Regions from separate parts of the Sus scrofa genome. Here region 1 is linked to region 2. The links are chromatin contacts, called in public promoter capture Hi-C maps. All regions are on one chromosome and are shown on one strand. Each heading gives the region's core, a stretch centred on a gene start, on an enhancer-like site or on the middle of the called end of the contact. The rest is flanking DNA. Distances are from core to core; before and after follow the strand shown. Region 1 holds the start of DTL (denticleless protein homolog). Region 2 holds the start of FLVCR1 (feline leukemia virus subgroup C cellular receptor 1).

Evidence for each region. Promoter capture Hi-C pulls out the DNA fragments that hold promoters and counts their contacts.
Region 1: a contact with region 2 is called in a promoter capture Hi-C map of liver, with 3 times the contacts expected there. The contact joins the promoter of DTL here to the promoter of FLVCR1 in region 2. A contact is called at or near these places in 2 of 5 promoter capture datasets (fetal liver and liver) and 2 of 2 datasets of contacts at active chromatin or transcription factors (alveolar macrophages and skeletal muscle).

The regions. Positions count from the first base shown.
Region 1 is chr9:131,273,237-131,279,163 of Sscrofa11.1, reverse strand. It overlaps DTL (denticleless protein homolog), which reads left to right and starts at 3,738. Exons shown (of 16, transcript XM_013979970.2): 1 at 3,738-3,922. The coding sequence starts at 3,871. INTS7 (integrator complex subunit 7) reads right to left here and starts at 3,535. Exons shown (of 21, transcript XR_002336047.1): 1 at 3,323-3,535.
Region 2 is chr9:130,568,883-130,575,244 of Sscrofa11.1, reverse strand. It overlaps FLVCR1 (feline leukemia virus subgroup C cellular receptor 1), which reads left to right and starts at 4,759. Exons shown (of 10, transcript NM_001142846.1): 1 at 4,759-5,496. The coding sequence starts at 4,759. It also overlaps the pseudogene LOC102161999.

The DNA of each region.
Region 1 (5,927 bases), core at 2,489-4,988, 700 kb before region 2:
CCTGTACCATCCCAGCACCCTCTGTTTTGGAATATGTCTTGGCCAAAAGATGCACACACACATCGGGGAGAGTGTGGAGTTGTCAGGTGTGAGAAAGGAAACAAGAGAATTGGTGAAAGGAAAACAAAGGCCTGGAAGAACTGCCTGGTATAAGTGATTTAAATCATCTCCTGGCACGTTCCTCACTGAGCGGATGGCCCACACCAGCTCTCCTCCTTTCAGGGTGCATTACTGCTTTGTTTCTGCCATAGGTAGACAGACTGCTTCTCTGTGTGCTTTCCCTTTTGCTGTACTGTGTCTCTAACAATAATCTTTGTACCTGTTTTTATAGTCTTTGCCTCCTTGAAACAGTCCTGCTTTCAACAGGGGGCAAGAGTCAGGCAATTCTGCTTCTAGCCTCTAGATGGTCTACTGGCTAGGATTCCTGGTTTTTGTCCATGCTGCCCAGGTTCAATTCCTGAGCAGAGAATGAAGATCTCACTTCAAGCCATCACTCACTGCTGTCTTTCCGAGAACAGGACCACCAACCAGGCTGTAAGTATCAGTCTTTTCTAATGCTGGTTTTTATGTGGCTTTGCGTTATTAAGTGTCTGACCTTAAAAACTCTCAGTTCTACAACATTGTACATGTCCACTTTGCTGCACTATCAGACTAAGTGTGGTCTGGCAGTACAGACTCTCAGGACAAAGAATTTGATTGACTCAGTGTAGGTCACATGTCCACTCCTGAATCACTTATAGCATAAACTTAGTTGCTTGGTATAAACTTGGCTGCAGAGGCTTCTCTTTTTAGTTGAGGATATGGGGATACTTCCAAGGACTCATGTTTATCACAACACAACTACATCTGTGCCAACATGGGTAGTGTAAAAACAACCTGTGGTCTCTTTCCAAGTCTGGGAATTTGGATGTTTTGGAATATAGGTGAGGGGATGGCATCTAAGAGGAAAATAAGGGAGAACAGACAGTTGCACTGATTTACAATTTTGTAAGTAAATTTTGCATTGAACACACCATCAAGATTTTCCTGCGGCATGAAGTTCACCAACACCTCAAGCGGCAACTCCACCCTCTACCTTTCCCCCTTCTCACTGCCCAGGTGCAAGAAAGGGAACCACTCTCTTCCTCTTGGCTCTTTGATCTCATCCTTCCCAAGGCCAAAAGGCTGAGTGGTGTCACTTAAGGGAGACTCTCCTTTTCACCCAGACACCTAGCTAAGTTTTCCTAAATCATTGGGACAACTTCCCATCAGCTGACTTAAAAATCTTTAGACTGACAAGGTAGAAGTTACATTAGTGAAAATGTTACACTAATGTACCTGAGAGTCCTCTGTAATGCCTATATTATAGAAATGATTGTGTGTATTATGAAATGTCAAATATATGTAAGCTGTGCTTGATTATGACACGACTCTGTTTATATATGCCATCTTCACAGCTTGGGCAGCATGGTTATTAGCTTAAAACTTTAAAAAAGGGAAGGCAGAAAGATCTCTACATAGGAGCTAAAGTGATCTTCAAAAATGTAAGTCAGTCCTGCATAAAAAGTTTCAATGTTTTCCCAATGCACTTGGCATAAAATCCTAACTTCTTGTCCGAATAAGGTCATATTTGATCTAGTCCTGTCTGCCTTCTTCTGTTAAGAGTGTGAGCTTCTTAAAGCTGTTTTGTCCACTAATACCTGGTTTACACCTGAGTTAAACAAGCAATAGTTACCTATAAATTTCTTACAGATAGGAAATAGTTCTATTTCTACTTATAAGAAGGAAAAATTGTGTTTCATTTATTTTTTACCACAACTGCAAGTTTTTAGGAATTAAACGATTCCAGATTTCTCCCTTCTTCAGCGCCCCATCTCGATTCTGCTCTACACCACTGTTCTACTCTCGTTACGGGATGAGCCCACCTGGACTAGAGTGGTAGGCAATGTCTTTAAAATCAGTAGGATCATTAGATATCCAGACTGGCAACTCTCACTGGGGACTAAGGAAGGAATTGTCAGAATGGGGAGGGAAAGATTATGTAATGCTATGGTTTTGTAATTCAGAGGTAAAAAGCCCTATCATACAGGTAAGTGAAAGCAAAGCTCAACATTTTCTTGGCTGGTGGAGAGGTACTGAAGATACTGTGACTCAACCAAATGAAAATCTCAATGGAGCGCTGTAACTGTTTTATGTTGATCAAAAGGAGTTAAAAGCTTTTTTTAAAGTTTAAAACACTTATTCAGACCAACCCACTTTAAATGTTTACAGGTCAAAACCAAACAAAACAAATAAACAAAAAGAGTACCCCCCCTAAAGTCAATGTAGTGACCAAGTCAGAGAGCTGGGAAGTGACTCCGATTGGACTTAAAGGAAGAGCGTTCTGCTAGTCCAATTCTTGTTTTTTACACACAAAAATTAATGTATGCCAGATGTTTCCCCCATTCAATAAAAAGCATTTAAGTACACTGAACAAAAGTTTCATTTTAATACTTGAGTTTTTTACTGACAAAGATCTCCCCCTGCCTCCCATATGTATGGGTAAGGCAATTTTTTTTCTGCATTTAATAAAGACTTCTCTTGCACATCATTAAATCACTTAATATTGACAACAATCTTGCCAGCTCAATGGTACTTTACCCACTTTGCAGAGAAAAAAACCAAGGTTAGGTGAAGTTAGGTCACCTGTCCGTCATCATAAAATCAGCGGAATTAAAATTCAACTCCGTCTACCTAAAGCTCCTTCTACTACACCAAGCTCCCAACCCCCACTTCACCCTTGCCCAGCCGACTCCACCACCCACCATCCCTCCCACGCCCGTAAGGAAATAGAACTCGTGGAATCTGTCTGCACAGAATGAGCAAGGGCTGTGCTTTTCGGATGGACTTGTCCCTATTTAACCTGCGTAGTAACTGGCAGGTAACAGTTACAGAAATCAAGTGAATCGCAATAAAATCGGTCCAAGGTTATTATTCAGCACTCTTTTGGTGAAGACCTGGTCTCAATCGACTATAATGAAAACTAATTTCTCAATTTCAATGTAGCATTTTTAGAAACTGCTCGGAAAATCGGGGGACTGTGCCCTCAAGCGGTCAAGACGGGCCCATCACTGGAGTTTTCTACTTTTTCAGCGTGTGTGAGGCCCATCCGGCAACGCTGCAATTTTCAGGAACAACCTCCCCAAGCTGCAAATGCCTTACCAAAAGCACAAGCACCCGCGCCTGCCCCGCCCAGGGAAGATGTGCGCATGCGCCTTCCCAGCCTCTTCCTAGGCTACCACCGCCTGGTGGCGCCAGTTCCCCCCACACCCGTTCCACCCGCTTCGCCCGCTCTTTCGCATACCTTTGTCTAATTCCATAAGGGCAGAGTTAGCATCCAGCTCCTGTTCGCCATAGCCAGCATCTGCCAGAAAAGACTTCGTTGAGTTTGACGCCATGATCCGAATAGTTACTCGACTAGCCTATTCAGAAAGATTGCAAACTCTGCCTCAGCCCCGCCATCTTCTTCCACCACCTTCTCGCGGATTTTTCCTCCGCGCTCTGCCGAGCCGAGTTACGCATGCGCCCAGGCCTCCCCGCCGTTCGCCGGCGCCTCTGCGGCCCCCCGCGCAGGCGCTCAGGGAGCTCTGGAACTCTAGGTTCCCGCGGCTGGGAGAAAAGGAGGCGGAGATTCGAAGGGGGAAGTGACTCGGACGCGCCCGGACGCCGCGGCGGGAGCCAATCAGAGGGCGTGACGTCAGTTTGGCGGGGAGTTTGGTGGCCGGGGCTTACAGTGGCGGGAGTTGGAGGCAATAACTCGTCGTGTTCTGAAGGGCGCAAGAGACGGTTTCTGCTGCATCGGGGGGCTTTTCCGCGGCTTTTCCTTCACTTGAGCCTTTCCCTCCGGCCCAGATGCTCTTCAGTTCGGTGCTCCGCCAGCCCCAATTTGGCGTCCCAAGGAGTGGTGAGTAACGGCCCTAACCGCTGCCTTTGGCCGGCGGATCCACCTCCCCCGTAACAGCACCTCAGACCAGTGCCCACGCCGATGCCGTTTCCCAGCCGCCGGGTTCTCCCGCAGCCGAGCGAGTTCGCGGAGGCGAGGAGTACCGAGGAAAGCTGCACTTGCGGGCCCTCGAGACACGTTCCGTCGTAATCGGGACTTTTTCGGTCAGGACTGTGGCCTGACGGAGGGAGGGACGTTGAGTTCACTGGCCTCCATTACGGCCTGTGTCCATTTTGCTCATTAAGTGGAAAATGCGTGCATCTGAGTAGGTGTGGTTCTCGCAGCAGCTACGCGAGGCCGTCCGGACTCATATTCATTGGTGAATTCATTCATTTGTGGTAGAACCTTAGTGAGCCCGACTATTTGCTGTGTACACCAGTGAAAATGACCCGCTGTTAGGGAACTCCGTCAAGCAGAGAAGATAGCACATCTGCTTTTAGCATGGTCAAATTTTTTTCCTCCCGATTAACACATGGGCACAAAAATCCGTAATTGCAGAGCGAAAAATGCTTATGAGCGTATGTCCCAGAAATGACGGCTATGAATAGATTGAAATATCTTAATCCAGATGTTTTTCAATGTCAGAGGTAATAATTGTTATTTACAGAAATGGGGTAAAAATGTTTTGTCTCGTTTTTCACTTTAACGGTGTAACTTGGAACTGTTGCCGTATTAGTATCTAGATATCTATCTTGTTCTCTCCAGTTCTTTAAGTCCCTTAGGTTAAAACATTGGCAATGAGAATTTTGAGTTTAAGTTTGGTATCATCAACCTGAAACTTTCTTCTTAGTTTCTGATAAGGGAGTTACTACCCAGACAGACTAAGCATGGATACAAATGAAATCTCATTCATTTAAAGATAAACTAGGTCTTCCTTCCCCCTTGAAATCATGTGGAAAACAAGAAGAAAACAATCTGAGAAGGGAACTTTTTATATTTAAGGCATAGGTCTAGGAAAAGGATATTGAGAAGGAGGCTGGGGAGTAGCTCCTCAACTTCCTGCCTTTTAGACTTTTTAATTATACTCTAAATGCCTTTCTCTCCTGCAGCCTTGCTTAAGTAACTTTTCTATACTGTGTCGTGAGTGTCACTACAGCACGGTAGTTAGAGCTCTGTCTTTAAACTTTGAGATTTAGTTCCACCTCCAGTCCTTACTTATCTGCTTGACTTGGAGCAAGCTATTTATATTTAGCCTTTATTTTGTAACATATTTTCTCCTGATTCTACATTCTGTCTACTTTTCCCCTTTCTCTCTGATTCACAGATATTTACTGGGGAGTGGGAAATTTTCCCCTCAACCTCTCTTGAGTTCTTGTAGCTGAACGAATAATAAAATTGACACAAAGCAGATTAACCATGGAAAAAGAAGCAAATTTTAATGCATATGCATGGAGGTTTCATAAAAATGGGACCTGAGAAGTGGCCAAAGCAGGCAGCATTTATACTTTTCAGACCAGAAAAAAAAAAAAAAAAAAAAAAAAAAAAAACCCAGTAAATGTGTAAGGAATTGACAGGACAAAGAAACTTAGGTTTTTGGTGCTTAATAAGTGAAGATTCAGAGTTTGGGCTTGAGGTAGTAAATTAAAAGAAGTAACGAAGTTTGTTTATACAGGCTTCTCAGCTCTGAATCCCCTGTCTCTGACATAAGGATGTCCTTCTACCTCCAGTTGCAAGGAGTACACCTTTCGTATGAGCGATTTGTTTCTTCCTTTTCAGGGAGACAGAAGGGTCAGGGTTTCGCATCAGCCGCTTCTCAAGCAACTTCATTTCAAAATAATCAATATGCCATGGTGACATGTTTTGGGTGAGCCCATCCTGAGCCTCAAAACACTCATTCATTGCATTGTGTTAGGCACTGAGATTCACTCATTGTGATATATCATGCACTGGGCTTAATAGGAGATTCTTCTGTACTCTTCCAGGAGGTTGTTCCATCCTAGGCCCCTTTGCTTTCTACCTATACTCT
Region 2 (6,362 bases), core at 3,510-6,009:
CAGAAGAGATCTTATATCTCACATAGCTCACTTTTCCATGGAGTTCAGGAATCCTATCCACAACATCCTTAGTTCAACACAGGTATCATGCAGCTCTTGTCTAGATATGTGACATATGTCCATTCAGCTGTTGGCCACTTCTGGTGGTAAGAAGTCCCCCTCTTGTTAGGTAAGGGTAATTAGTATATGCCATTGTGTGCTGCTCCTTAGGGATATCCTGGGAGCACCCTCCAGGGAGGGACTCTACCACCGTACAGTCAGTCTGAAAGAGCTTGGAGTAGCTCTAGGACAATCCAGGCAGGTTTAAATAGACAAGATGGGATCAAATCTAAGATAGCATGAGATGAGTTATGAGCAGAGGTGAGTTGATATTAGTGGTTATGGATAGAGAGTTCTCTTAGGCACAGCAGGTTAAGGATCCGGTGTTGTCCACCGCAGTGGCTTGGGTCACTGCTGTGACTAGGTTCAGTCCCTGGCCTGGGATCTTCCACATGCCATGGGCATGGCCAAAACAAACAAACAAGCAAAACACATGATGGCTATGGATAACATTTTACTGAGTATTAATAATTAAAGAAATAATGGCATTTGTAGCAACATGGATGGACCTAGAAATTATCATGCTAAGTGAAGTCAGTCAGACAATGAGACACCAACATCCAATGCTGTCACTGACATGTGGAATCTAAAAAAAGGACACAATGAATTTCTTTGCAGAACAGATGCTGACTCACAGACTTTGCAAAAGTTATGGTTTCCAAATGAGACAGGTTGCAGGGTGGGGGGATGTCACGAGACATGTTTCTACAATATTTTCTTAGCCTCTTTGCTGAAAACTCCATCTTATCCTGCTTTACTTTACCCCATCTTCCTGCTTGGAAAACAGTCACAGTGCTGGTGAATGACTTAAGCTTAAGCACAGAGACCTAAAGGCATAAGCTATTCATAAGGTCAGCTGAATGAGGACCTAATATGTTGGTGTGGGCACACCGGACCTGCGCAGATGGGCACAGCATGATATGTCCTCTTAAGAATAAAAGAAAGAGGAGCCTCATGGCCCTGAGAGGTTTATGAGAGGTTGTTAGCAGGATATGCATTAGCAAGGAGAACCAAGGTGCAAACCTAGGCACGCCTGGTTGCTACAGAAGCACAATGGTGATTCTCTAGATGCTATGCATAGATAGCTGATGCCATGCTTCCTCAAATGCTAATGATTGTTAAATGCCTAAAGGTCAGAATAAATGCTTAATCAGCAACCGGCTATGTGACTTTTAAAATAACTTAAAAAAACCTATATCCTGCACCTACAACCCCCTTCTCACTTGACGTCATCCTCAAGAGCACAATAAAAGCAGTGTGGTTTCTTAAGGCGGGGCTCTTGGTCCCTGAGACCCCGAGTCCCCTGGTTCCCACCTTTACTTAAGATAAATGTCTCTGTGTCTTATGTTAACTTTTTTCCTTAAGTTTCACAGCACCCACTCTTCAGCCCCATCCTGCTGAGCTGGTCTTGGCAGGGGGATGCACTGAGGGTTTGGGATGGACATGCTATAAAATTTGGTTGTGATGATTGTTGTACACGTGGACATGTAATAAAATTCATTGCGTGTTAAAAAAAGAAATAAAATTTAAAAACTAAAAAATGCATATTTTTATCTGTCAAAATAAATAAATAATTTTTTTAAAATGATGGCTATGGATAACATTTTACTGAGTATTAATATACATCAGAGGTCAGGCACCACTGAAGTACTTTATGCTTATTAGCCATTTATTTCTTATAATAATCTCATGCAGAATTTTGTCCTAATTTTCCAGCTGTGGAAACTGAGGCACAGAGTAACTAGTTCAAAGTCATGCGACTAGTAAGTCAAAAGGCTAGAGTTTGAATCTAGGCCATTCGGCTCTGGAACCTGGACCTTTAACCACTATGGCAAACTATCTCAATAACTGTAACGAAGCACCCAGGTGCCAGATGTTATTTACTCATTTAATCCCTGTAATCACAATCTCATGAGGCAGGTATTATCACAGAAAAGCTAAGTAACTTGCCCAAGATCGCACAGCTAGTGAGTACTGAAGGTGGAATTCAGCCCCAGGGAGGCTGGCTCTAGACCTGATACTTTTCTCCACTATCCTAGATCCTCTTGGTGGTATGTTCCATGGTGACAGTAACAGGGTCAGATACAGAGCTTTGTTGGTGTAGGGAAGGCACATGACAAGGTGGGCAAGAGTAAGATAGGCACCAGCTGGTCAAAGCACAGAGGGAAAGGAGATGCTAACTGGGATCCAGGACATTCAGAGGACTCCCAGCCCCAGACCTTGCTGAGGACCTAGAGAAGAAAAATTATCTTTGAACAGAGGGAGCCTAAACAATCAGAATGACCTCCCTGCAGGAGGTACATTCAGGAAGCTGCCTATGTGCAAAAAGACAATCTGCAGAAGACATCTCCACTGGATAATGGGAAAATGGGGCTGAATATAATTTGTCAGTTTATTGGTTTCAGGAAGAGGGTGACAAATTTGCACATACCTGAAAGTTTACTGTGAACATGTGGATTGGAGGTAGTACTGAGGCAAATAAAGAAAGGCCCGTTTAACATGCTACCCGTTAGTGGTGATCATTTTGAAATGTACTACAGAAATACCAAATCACCATGTGTGCACTTAGAACTAACAGTGTTGTGGGTCAGTTATACCTAAAAAAAAACCCTAAAATAAAATTCTACCCATTGGATACCCTTTCTAAACAGCTTTTTTTTTTTTTTTCTTTTTTGTAGAAGATTTCATGTTACATGAAGGTATTTAAAAATTGCCTCAGGGAGTTCCCGTTGTGGAGCAGTGGTTAACGAATCCGACCAGGAACCATGAGGTTGCAGGTTTGACCCCTGGCCTTGCTCAGTGGGTGTAATGTAGGTCGCAGACGCAGCTCGGATCCTATGTTGCCGTGGCTCTGGCGTAGGCTGGTGGCTACAGCTCCGATTAGACCCCTAGCCTGGGAACCTCCATATGCCGCGGGAGCAGCCCTAGAAAAGGCAAAAAAGACTAAATAAATAATGTTCTATTATAAAAAAATAAAAATTAATAAAGTAAAAAATGCCTCAGAATATTGAATAGTAAGTTGTGCTGAATATTAAGAAATGCAATTTGTTCATTTTTCAGACATCCATAAAATAAACTTAACTACAAATCCCAGGTAATTATTTAAAATATTCAATGCTTGTTAATTGCATCATTCAGTAAATATTTATTGAACACCTACTGCTAGGTACTGTTTCAGTTTCTCAGAGCAACAGCAGCAAAGCAACAAAACATTCAGCCCTGTCTTCATGGAACTTACCATTTTAGTGGGGAAGGAGAAAATAAGTAACACATAGGACATTTTAGAGAGTGCTAAGCATTCAGAGGAAAAATAAAGCAGGGAAGGGGATTGGAGGTGGGATGTACAATTTATATAGGATGATCAAGGAGGACATTAAAATGCACATGTTCCTTAAGGTTTAGGATTATGTAGCATTTCATCTCTACTGTATGTGATATATTTTTATACACTACCAAAATAATTACGTTAAGAGGCAATTAAAAAAAAGGGGGGTACCTGGTTTTAGGATTCTAGATAGAAGCACTTTTAAAGATTAAATCCACTGAGATATTCTTAGTTTCAATTTCACTTCAATCATGAATATTTGGAGTCTTTTTTTTTTTTTTTTTTTTCTTTAAATTTAGTTTCCCAAGAAGTAGCAGGGCTGGCTTTTTTTCTAGTCCACGAAGACTCACAAGGGTATGTGCTCTTCAGAGCAGGGTCTACGTCTCTATTTTTATTCTCCGGAGTCCAAGACAGTGTCTGGCACCTACGTTTCAAAGCAAGTTCCGTGCCTGGAACCCACTGAATACGTTTCCAGTAAATACTATCTACAAGTGTGGCTGCAAGGGAGACGGTTGAGCAACAGGGCCTGCGCTGGCACAACCTGTCTCACTGGCCTCAGTCAGCGGGGTGAGGGTGGGGAGATTGCAACTTCACGAGGGCAGATTTCTGTGATTTACATCTTTTTATTTGGATCAGCACGCCTTTCTGGTGTTTTTCCTCTGCGGAGATGGCACGAGTTTTTGAAACGACGTCCTGTCTGCTCCAAAGGCAGGGTACAATGTTGATAGGCAGCTGTACTGGGTCAACAGGCCAAATTTACCCTCTGCTATTGTTCGACCTGGCCCTACCGGAGCCCCTCCAGGTGGAGAGGCAGGCGTCTGCTTCTTTGTCTCCCCACGGTTTCTCCCACCCCCTCGTTTCCAGTCCCGAGTTGCCCAATCTAAGGGCTGCCTCCTGCCCGCCCGGCCCCAGTCGGAGGACTTTTGCCCAGGTCATCTTTTCAGGAGAACGCCCAACCTCGACCTCCTGCGTGGCCTTCCTCCTCCGCCTCCCGGCAAACTGGCTCCCGCCCCGCCCCTCCAGAAGCTCCCGGATTGGCTCCCACGGGTGACGGCGCCCGCTGATTGGCGGGCCGGCCGTCACCGCGCAGTGACGCTAAGCTCTCCAGGCCCCGCCTGGTGCCGGGTGGATGCCCGCTGTACTGCGCGTGGGGACGACGACTCCTGCGGACTCAAGCAGTGCGGATTGCGACTCTGTGCTCACACCCGGGCTCACTCGCCGGGAGAAAGGGTCGCAGGAGCGGTGGGCTGAGGGGTAGGAGTTGGGGTGCAGGGAGGACCTCGGGTCTTGGGCCGGGGGTGCTGGGCTGGGAGGAGAGAGGGGGCACCAGGGACATGGCGCGGCCGGACGATGAAGAGGAGGCAGCGGTGGCGAACGGGCATCCGCCCTCGAATGGATACCTCCCCGTCCCGGGCGACGCGCCCGCGGGAGAAATGAGCGCGGAGACGCAGAACGAGCCCAAAACTGGCTGCCTGGCCCTGAATGGAGTGTCTCGGGACAGCCCCAAAGCCGTCTCGAGAGCCCTGGACAGGCCGAAGACTCCACTGGCCCCTGAGGAAGAGACCCAGGCCTGGCTGCTGCCCAAGGGCCCCAGCGAAGAGAACCCGGGGGCCGAGAACACCCTGGTGCCCCGGACGGCGCTCTCCCCGCGGCGCTTTGTGATACTTCTGGTTTTCAGTCTGTACTCGCTGGTGAATGCCTTTCAGTGGATCCAATACAGCATCATCAGCAATGTCTTCGAGGGCTTCTACAACGTCCCTTCGCTGCACATCGACTGGCTGTCCATGGTGTACATGCTGGCCTACGTGCCCCTCATCTTCCCCGCCACCTGGCTGCTGGATACCAGAGGCCTGCGGCTCACCGCCCTGCTGGGCGCCGGCCTCAACGCCCTGGGCGCCTGGATCAAGTGCGGCAGCGTGCAGCAGCATCTCTTCTGGGTCACCATGATGGGCCAGTGCCTGTGCTCCGTGGCCCAGGTGTTCATCCTCGGCTTGCCCTCCCACATCGCCTCTGTGTGGTTTGGACCCAAGGAGGTGTCCACAGCTTGTGCCACCGCCGTGCTAGGTAATCAGGTAAGGTCTAGGGTGATAGATGAAAACGGATCCTTAAGGACCAGATAAAAAGTCATAGGCCATGTGAGCTAGACTTAGGCATGAACTCTTAGGAGGCCCTCTACAAATGGAGAAGAGATGATTAGCCATAAAATAGGAAACAGTCTTGGACGAAAGAGGGGGGTTGATTTTTTTGTAAAGGCAGAACTTTTAAAACCAGTTTAAAATGACTACCTTATCTTTGAGAATTACCTCCAAAATAATTAACGGTCTTGGCCCATGTATGCCTAACATAATAGAACACTTGTCAGTGCAATAATGAATGAGACTAAAGCAGGTATTATTTTTGTCACTAATGTATTCTTTGCAAAAGGAAGGTGTTGGATTCTGGAAAGTTTGTTCTTATTTTGATGGTCAGTGTGAACAGCTCCTATTTAATTGTATATATTAGCAGTTAGAGTGCCTGGTACATAACAGACACTCATAAATGATTGCTAAATAAATGTTCTAGTGATAAGGACCTCACAGCATTTCAGAATCCAATTACCAATTTTTAACTGTAAGAAAATGCAAGACAAATCACAGATGATGGAATCTGTTGTAAAAGTATGGCTTATTTTGCCAAGTCTTCATTAAAGTGTTTCCTAGACTTTGCCAACACTATAGGTTCAAATTCCCTTAGTGTTCTAGTAGCACTAGTACGTAGAATGTATGTATATGTATATTATATTCCAGGATTATTTTTTTTTTTTTGTCTTTTGAGGGCCGCACATGCGGCATATGGAGGTTCCCAGGCTAGGGGTCTAATTGGAGCTGTTGCTGCCGAGCTACGCCACGGCCACAGCAACAGCAACACCAGGTCCGAGCCAAGTCCATGACCTACGCCA